Linked DNA regions of Zea mays: all the other regions are linked to region 1. The links are chromatin contacts, called in public Hi-C maps. All regions are on one chromosome and are shown on one strand. The core of a region is the stretch at or near the end of the contact, and the rest is flanking DNA. Distances in the headings are between cores, read along the strand shown. Region 1 holds the start of LOC100383778. Region 2 holds the start of LOC100283991 (shikimate kinase family protein). Region 3 holds the start of LOC100285676 (ribose-5-phosphate isomerase).

Evidence for each region. A called contact is a pair of places that touch in the nucleus more often than the background predicts.
Region 2: a contact with region 1 is called in a Hi-C map of tassel, with 4 times the contacts expected there. The contact joins the promoter of LOC100283991 here to the promoter of LOC100383778 in region 1. A contact is called at or near these places in 2 of 25 Hi-C or Micro-C datasets (leaf and tassel).
Region 3: a Hi-C map of endosperm shows a contact between it and region 1, with 3 times the contacts expected there. The contact joins the promoter of LOC100285676 here to the promoter of LOC100383778 in region 1. A contact is called at or near these places in 2 of 25 Hi-C or Micro-C datasets (ear and endosperm).

What each region holds. Positions count from the first base shown.
Region 1 is chr1:155,550,752-155,553,834 of Zm-B73-REFERENCE-NAM-5.0, forward strand. LOC100383778 reads left to right here and starts at 1,568. Exons shown (of 3, transcript NM_001359630.1): 1 at 1,568-1,715; 2 at 2,999-3,083. The coding sequence starts at 3,006.
Region 2 is chr1:154,799,109-154,802,191 of Zm-B73-REFERENCE-NAM-5.0, forward strand. LOC100283991 (shikimate kinase family protein) reads left to right here and starts at 1,668. Exons shown (of 9, transcript NM_001156889.1): 1 at 1,668-1,821; 2 at 1,911-1,957; 3 at 2,085-2,139. The coding sequence starts at 1,677.
Region 3 is chr1:156,208,160-156,211,242 of Zm-B73-REFERENCE-NAM-5.0, forward strand. LOC100285676 (ribose-5-phosphate isomerase) reads left to right here and starts at 1,424. Exons shown (of 4, transcript NM_001358286.1): 1 at 1,424-2,370. The coding sequence starts at 1,433.

The DNA.
Region 1 (3,083 bases), core at 318-2,817:
CTCGATGGTTCGTGGTTAACACGACACAACAGGAGGATTTTATACAGGTTCGGGCCGCTGGAATACGTAACACCCTACATCATATGTGGTGTGGAGATGATCTTGTTCTGAATTTGAGGTTATACAATATCTAGGAAGTGAAAAATGCTCTCTTAGACTATCAGTGGGTCTAATCGTTTTGTAGGGTAACTAAGTCGCCTTATATAGATGACGATATTATGATTACAGATTGATGTTCTCCCTTATCGCTTATCCTGCATGCTCAGAAATCCTTTCTGACTTGTGTGCGATGCAAAGCTTCTGTATAGAAACGACCTCCACGATGGTTTGGACTCCAAGCCATGTGTCGTCTCTGAGTCTGAGTTAGCCATACAACCCATAAAACCAACCGTTCAGCCCACTTAGGCCCTTTAACAACCTATGGACCCAATTCGTGTTATGAGGACCCAGGAGATATATATCCCCACTTAGACCATTTTATTTTTGTATTCATTGTGTTGTGCTTCCTTCGTTCTAGTATATAAGGTGTGACTATTTTTTATTCTAGCCCCCATAATATAAGACATGCTTCCTCTAGTTATGGTACATTGATGCAATAATATAGAGAGAATTAGATACATTTCTTGATTTTTGAACTAAAGGTGGTTACATCTTATATATTGGACGTAGGGAGTACCAAACATTCGAAGTGGTTACCTGAATCGCTATTTTTGAATTAATTACCGATTGCCCACAACTACCGTTTAAGGTGGTGTTTGATTTCACACTACTAAAGTTTAGTCCATGTCACATCGAATGTTTAAATGATAATTATAGGTATTAAGTCTAATTATAAAACTAATTACATATACGAAGACTAAAAGACATAGACAAATTTATTAAACCTAATTATGTCAATATTTAATAGTTATAATTGATATTCAAACATTTGATGTGATATGAACTAACTTTAATCAGAAAAACTAAATAGTTTCGTTTCTCATATCTCATTATATCGATTTCGTATTCTCTACCACTTCCTTGTGACTGTTTATGATTTTGAATAGAAATGTGAAAACAGAAGTGGTTAATGGTTTTGTTTGATCGCTCAGACCTTTTGCGACCGTTTTTACCCTTTAGCTCAGCTTGCAATCCGTAATGATTTCTATTACTTATATAATATTTTTGTCTTTAAAGATTATAGCTATAGTAATTTAAACAACCGACTTTAATATAAAGCGAACATCTTTTTAGTCTACAATGGAAGTGAGAGTGAGATCACACTGTCGAAATCATCACCACCACAGTACGGTAGCGTCCAAAACTTCAAAGCCAATAAAAGGCGATAACCAAACCAACACGAAAACCATTTTACAAAAAAATATCACCCCACCCAATAAAAAACCCTCGCCCCCATCGCAGCAATCGACGCCCGATCCAACGGTCACTGTGCCCCCACGGCCGCTCCCCACGTCGCACTCCGACCTCAGCAAAGATGCCCTCCTTTTCTTTTTCCCCGCATTATTATTTGATTTCCTCGCCTCGCCCTCCCTCCACTCCTACCGCTTCCGCCGCCGCCCGCCTCCACCCCTGCCCTCCCTCCGCCCCACGCGCCTGCGCATCGTCGATCGGCGCCCGGGCCGCGCGCTCCCTCCGCCCTTGCGCCCCCGTGGACTGAGGCCTCCCGCTCCGCTCAGGCCGTACGCCGCGGGGTTTGCCACTCCGCGTTCAACGACGTAAGTAGCAGGTCAAGACCCTAGTCTCTCCCTAGTTGGATCTAGGGGCCTGTCTCGATCCGCTCCCGGATCTCGGGCCCGATCTGTGCTACCGGTTCGGGTGTGGTTTAGGTTGTCTCGATCCGTCAGTTCGTCGCGGCTGGGTGCTCGCTCGTGTCTTCGCTGTGCGGGATTGGTTCCTGCGTTGGTTTCTAGATCTGAGTCAGTTTTTGTGGTTAGAGTTGACGACCGGGCCATTTCCGCGCGTGTGAAGTTAGATTCATTTGTGGGGAGCGTCGACGAGTAGAGTTGAGTTGCGTTAGGCGTTGAAGAATCTGATGCGCACTCAATTTGTATAGTTGATTGTTTCTAGTGAATTTGTAACATGAACTTCCACGTGCTAGTCGTACCATTTTCGTTGCTGTTTCTGTGTATGATTTAGGGCCTGTTTGAGACTGCTCTAGCTCCAAGAAATTTGGTTGAGTTGGTGGAACATTTCATTAGCTGCTCCAGAAAGCCGTAGAGCAAGAGCTGTGAACCTTTAGAAGACATTTAGATAAGTTATTTTGTTTATTATTTAGATTAAAAATGTTTTAAACTATTTAAATTTATGTTATAAACTTTCCATGCTGGAGCTAGAACCTGGAGCACTCCCAAATACTCCCTTAGCTCCTTCCGCGTACTCTTGTTTGGTATACAGTTACTTGTGGTAGTGCCACCAGCTATTTTCTGAAAAGGGAGGTATCATGCCCTATAGTACCTCCCATATTGATCGTAGTCTTGGTATAGTTTCTGTTAAGCAATAATTTCTACAGCTGGCCAATTTCGCTGCAACCATTTAGTTTTGTAAGGGCACATGTTTGCTTGCTTGCTTGGAGAACTCTAGCTTCATTGGTTTATAGCTTGCAGTGTTAGATTGGAGGCCATGAAAAACAGTATCAATCTGAATGCCAGTTCTTGTTTATTGCGGCGAGTTGAAAAAGATTCATGCCAAAGTGTATTAGGTTCTTAACTTGTTATACTGCTAATTTGTCTATGATCTTGTGCTCCACTAAGGGGTTACATGTGCATCAATGACTAGCATTGGATCATTATTGTTCATATGACACCATGATTATTGTTCATATGGCATCTTGATTTGTTTATTGGACTACTATAAGAATCTACCACGCGTTCCTGAAATTATATTATTTCTCCAATTTGTGTGGGCATGCTTACTAATGAATTACCACATTTCATGGTTACGAGTTACAACAATACAAAGCATGCTAATTTTGTTCCTCTGCTTTCACTGTTACATTCAGAGTCAATATGTCGCTCGATGTTACTCAAGTACTCTTAAGCGCGCAATCTGCTGATGGCGCAGTAAGGAAGCATGCTGAAGAAAGC
Region 2 (3,083 bases), core at 418-2,917, 750 kb before region 1:
CACCAGCAGGGTGCCAAGATCTCTCCGGCTGCCACATTGGCATGTACTTAGGGCGCTAGCTCTCCCCCCGCTAGACACGTAGCACTCTGCTACACCCCATTTGTACACCTGGATCCTCTCCTTACGCCTATAAAAGGAAGGACCAGGGCCTTCTTAGAGAAGGTTGGCCACGTGGGGACGAGGACGGGGCAGACGCTCTCTTGGGGCCGCTCGCTTCCCTCACCCGCGTGGACGCTTGTAACCCCCTACTGCAAGCGCATCCGACCTGGGCGCGGGACGAACACGAAGGCCGCGGGATTTCCACCTCTCTCACGCCCGTCTCCGGCCACCTCGCTTCCCCCCTTCGCGCTCGCCCACGCGCTCGACCCATCTGGGCTGGGGCACGCGGCACACTCACTCGTCGGCTTAGGGACCCCCCGGTCTCGAGACGCCGACAACTCTCCAACCAAACAAAGAACCGAGCAGCTCTGCTTTATTGTACTCTTCAACCAAACAAAAATAGAGTAACTATGTTCTGCTTGTCAAACGGAGAATAGAACGGATCCATTCTAAAAACTAGAATGCAGTCGTTCTATTTTAATTGACTCCAACCAAATGCATCCTAAAATTGTCAGGACCCGCACTGTTACGTACCATGTGTTTGGTTGGCTGTATCAGGAGAGCTAGACTCCTCACATGCATTGACTACAGTTGAGCCCGTGTTTGGTTCGCTGTAGCTAGGAAGCTGGGCGCGCATGCACTGGTGCAGTCTAAGCTTATTTTATTGTATCCACATATGCACAAGAATCGGTCGTATCCCGCGGGACATGATTGGGCCTGCATGCGCTCGCGCATGCATCCAATCATACGTGTAGTGACTGTGTTCGCCTGAGGTCCTCTGTGCGGCATCCAGAGCCAGAGCGCATACCGCGGCCTGAGGGCTACAGCTAGGGGTGGAAACGAGCCGAGCTCGGCTCGGCTCGGCTCGGCTCGCTGCGGCTCGCTCATGTAACGAGTCGAGCTCGGCTCGGCTCGCCCATCTCACGAGCTGGAAAAAGCGGCTCGGCTCGGCTCGCTCCTGGCTCGCGAGCCGGCTCGCCGAGTCAACGAGCCTAGGCATAAAATTAAATCTGCTCTCTAAATTATAATATAAAATCTTAAAAATATTTTAAATAATATATTTTAAATTAGTAAAATAGATATATTACTAATATAATGTATAAAATAGATTATTTTTGTATAGTAATCTCAAATAACATAAATTAATTGTCTACTCGATATTAATATTATATGCTAATTAAGATTTTATGTAACAAATTGTTGTTGGGTCGAGCCACGAGCCAGCTCGCGAGCTGCACCGAGCCGAGCCGAGCTGGCTCGCTCTTTTCACGAGCCAGAAAAACAGGCTCGGCTCGGGCTCGTTCGGAGCGTCGAGCCGGTCCGAGCCGAGCCGAGCTGCTGCGAGCCCGAGCTAGCTCGTCGAGCTCGAGCTTTTTTTCCGGCCCTAGCTACAGCTAAGGCCAGGCCACTGGGCCTTTCGTGTTGGGCCATCCGAGACTGGAAAGTGGGGCCCACGAGGCGTATCGATCAAGCACCGTCCACTCTCACATCAAAGGCGGAGGTGAGCTCCTTCGGCTCTGCGCCTTTGCAGTTGCGGATAACGGGGAGGAGGCGGAGCGACCAACGGCACAGGCACCATGGCGATGCGAGCAGCTACAGCGGCGGCGACAGGCTTCTTCTCTCCATCCACCGTCCCTCCGAGGCGCTTCTCGTCCGTTACACCGCCGGCGTCACTCTGCACCGCGCGCTGCATCCAGCGTCACCGTCTCCGCGCCTTCCCAAGTACAGTGCTGCAATCTCTCCGTTCCTTCCTTTTGGTGTTCCCATTTCTCAATGTACAAATACCGCCTCTCTCACCATTCCCTTTGCAGGCTTGGAAATACCTCTAGAGGAACTCAACCCATCCGTCGATCTACTTGTAGGCTCCACCCTTCTCCCTCCCCCTGTTCCTGTCATATTTTATCTTCCTGTTATTGTTTTTAAATAATCGTTGCCCTACTTATGGACGGATTTTGCATGGTTTTCTTGGTTGCAATCTAATGCAGAGGAGAACTGCGGAGGCCGTTGGCGATTTCAGGAAAACGCCAATCTATATTGTTGGTATGCTTGTCAGCTTCCTTTGGAATTTTTTTTCCAGGGGATAGGGGGATTAAAAGGCCTCAGCAAACCAATCGTTAGCCACAACAATCAAATCTAGACACATTTTAAATTTCGTAACACAACAAACTAACCGACATTAATCTTAGCAGCCCAAAAGTAAGAAAACTGCTCGTAAAAAATGGGCTTGTTCTTGATCCAACCAACATTTTTTAGCCAACCTTAGGCATAGCCCAGGTCTTGGTTATGACAATCTTTCGGGAATAGATATCAATATGTGATGTGATCTTTGCTGTCATTATAATTGTTGTAATGGACATCGGACAGAATATTTTAAGTTGCCAAGATACAAATGTCAGGTCAGTATGCATCCAAACAGCACAAGAGAAAACAACTGATATTGGTGTGAGGACACTGTGGAATTCTAAAACTCATCAGTTTCTTTGACCACCACAATTTACAGCAAAGAATTTCTTCTGGATGAGAGTACGAGACAGAAGACAAGTTGCCAAACATTTTCTAGTTGAGTATCCAATACCTTCTGCCGTCATGGTGTTCCCACAGTTATGGTTGATCACCAATAGAATATTGATTTGTTGTTGTCTAGCTAAGTAATTGTAGTCCCAGACCCAGCCTACAATTTTCTGCCAGCCTACAATAGAATATGGTGTTTCCTACAGACCTTGCAAATTTGGTCGACATTACAATCCTTGACAGTGCCTATCCATTGTGACCACTTTGTTCTGCAGAAGGATCCACAGTTGTTTTTGAACTTGCATTTGTTTTCAACCTATGTCATCCACCATCCAAGCTTCTTTTTGTTGACCAACCAAACAATTGTGCCTCTTAAGCTGATTTCTCAGTAGTTTCCATGAGCAGATGAGCTCCAGGATGTCTTCTTTTCATGTGTTAAATTTGTGCCTTGGATAGGGGACCAAAGGTTAAAA
Region 3 (3,083 bases), core at 174-2,673, 660 kb after region 1:
TCCAAGGGGTGAGGTTGGGCCAGAAACCAAGGCCACGACAGTTGCGGGTAGCGAGGTTACGATGATAGCGAACATGATAACGAGGTTAGACGATAGCGGACATGATTAAACTTGCGGCTGAGTTGCAAGTGTTTGTGAGTTGAGCTATGAAGATGAAGAGCTTGGAGAAAGGAGTCCCACATGATTTTTTGGGAACTTCCTCTTGTATACGGTTTGGGTGGTCTCGACCCATCTATGGGGTAATGGCTCACTAATAGGGGTTTGGGAGTAGGGCAATGATCCACTAATAGGGGCTTGGATGGTTTTTACAGCCTACCTATAGTGTATCGACCCACTGCTAGCTGGAGGGGAATAAACCTACGGCTTCACGCGTGACGCAGGACGACCGTCGAAACTGATGCTTTATAGTAGTAAAGGTAAAGAAGGCATATATATATATATATATATATATTTTATCTCATTGTTATTTCCTAATGTGTAGCTATGTGTATGTCAGCATCTAGCAACACGTGCTATGATACAATTGAATACAGTTGAATGGCTTGATATTCTTCATTGTTGCTGTAGAAAATCCTGAGAAGCAACATCTCTCAATCCGCTGAAAATTATAAGCTATATCTAAAAGGCATCAACATCATAATCATGTACAGAAGCTTCAATATTTCATTATGTGGCTTCAATAGTCATCATGTATAGAAGCTTCAGGGTCTGTTTGGTTGGGCTGTGGCTGTGAAAAAAGTTGTTGTGAGCTGTGACCTGTGGAAAAAGCTGTTGTGGGCTGTGAGTTGTTAAAAAGCTAAAAACCGTTCGGTGGAAACCACTAAAGTCGTTAAAAGTTCTTCGATATATGTTTTCACAGTTCCATCCGAAAGCCACTAAAAACAGGTCCACAGATATTTTTAGTTTTGCACTGCGAGAAAGTCAGCTTTTAGAAAAAGTTGTTTCCTTGATCCAACCCTTTGATTTGGCTTTTGACTTTTATGGGGCAAAAGCCAAACCAAACACACCCTCAATATGTCAATTTCCAATTTATTGTTGATTATAGTAAATAGAGCAACAACTTTAGCTAACTTTCTCGCAAGGGAGTCTAGATAATACCAAGTTTATGGTTTATAAAAATGCCATAGTATTTTATACCATAAAATGTTTGGTTGCACTTTTAAAAACTATATTTTAAAATCATAATATTTTAGATACCATGATGTTTTTGAAGTATTGAAAACTTCACTCAAAACTAAAATTTTTATGGTAATGGTTTATAATGTTATACCTAAACAATGTTTCTCGAAATTATGATATTCTTAGAGCCAGCCAAAACTTTTGTATTGTCCGCAAAGTATGGTATTGTAAAGCTATGGTTTTGTGAAACATTGTCCTAATCTGCTCCAAATTTACCAATTTTAGCTAGGGCAAAACGGATCCCGATTCCCGGATGGATGTGCCGGCCCGGCCCGGCCCGCTCGGCGCTCGTGCTTCTCCCCAGTCCCGTCCATCCAAAGCGTTTTGCACTTGTGCACAAACTGCGGCTGCTGTAGATACGCGCGCCGCCACTCCAAGGTCCAAGCCTCCCTTGCTCCCGCCACCGCCCCTCACCATGGGCAGCGCCGCCGCCTCTCCGCAGCCGTCTGGGAATCTGACGCAGGACGAGCTCAAGCGCGTGGCGGCGCACCGCGCGGTGGAGTTCGTGGAGTCCGGCATGACGCTGGGCCTGGGCACGGGTTCCACGGCCGCGCACGCGCTGGACCGCCTGGGCGACCTCCTCCGCGCGGGCGCGCTGCCCGGGGTCGCCGGCGTTCCCACCTCCCTCAAGACGGAGGCCCACGCCGCCCGCGTCGGGATCCCGCTGCTTCCGCTCGACGCCGCCTCGGGCGCCAGCATCCGCCTCTCCATCGACGGCGCCGACGAGGTCGACCCGGACCTCAACCTCGTCAAGGGCCGCGGCGGGTCGCTGCTCCGGGAGAAGATGATCGAGGGCGCCGGCGATCGGTTCGTCGTCATCGTCGACGAGTCCAAGCTCGTGCCGAGGCTCGGCTGCACGGGCGCCGTCCCCGTCGAGGTCATCCCCTTCGGCGCGCCCCACACGCTCGGCCTCATCCGCAAGGTGTTCGATGGAGTGCCTGGCTTCCACGCCAGGCTGAGGACGGTCCCCGCCGCCAATGGGGAGGACTCGGACGCGCCGTTCCTCACCGACAACGGCAACTACATCGTGGAGATGTTCTTCGAGGACGGTATCCGCGGCGACCTGCTGGACATCAGCGATCGTCTGCTCCGGATCACCGGCGTCATCGAGCATGGCATGTTTCTTGGCATGGCCACTACAGTCATCGTCGCTAACAAGGACGGCACCGTCACAGTCATCAACAAGAAGAAGTAATAATCTACAAGTAGCCTGTATGTGTGCGTCCGTGTGTGATCCAGCTACCTAAGTTCTGCTCGTTACCGTTGTGAAACCATCATTTTGTTTTATCATCTCATATCTTTCCTACTGGTGATTCCAATATATCTTATTTATTATCCCTCCAATATTATCACACATTGCCTTCTGGTGATTCTCATGCAACTACCTCCAGCTAAAACTGGAACAGAACGGTTCCGTTCTATTTGGCTCCTACCAAACACTACCTAAGATTGACTTGCTTCTAGCTTATTTTGGCTGACCTGACCGGAGGGAGTATTAAGAGCTGTTTGTTTGGTCGTTTTCAAACCTGAGATGCATTCCCAGCGTGACCCATTCCCATTATTGAGCGTTTGGTTGGGACGGCCCGTATTGGGTTGCACTGTCTGTGACCGGATACGGAGGGTAGCTTCTCGTTACCGCTCCTTAGTCTTTCTCCAGCAGACTCCTTATTCCACTCTCTATCTCACTTTCTATTTCAAACTGCACTCTGTAAATAGTGCAATCTACCGTACAAAACAGTACTTTGCACGACTGTTTACACGCCCTGCTGGAGATGGATCCCGCAGCGCTCCTCCTCCTGACCTCCCCTCGTGCGGCGTGACTCGCTCAGGAGCAGGTTCGGTCGACGACCACCGTGCTGCAAGTCTGTCAACAGCGGTGCTCCTTCGGCCCTGTTCGTCGGTGA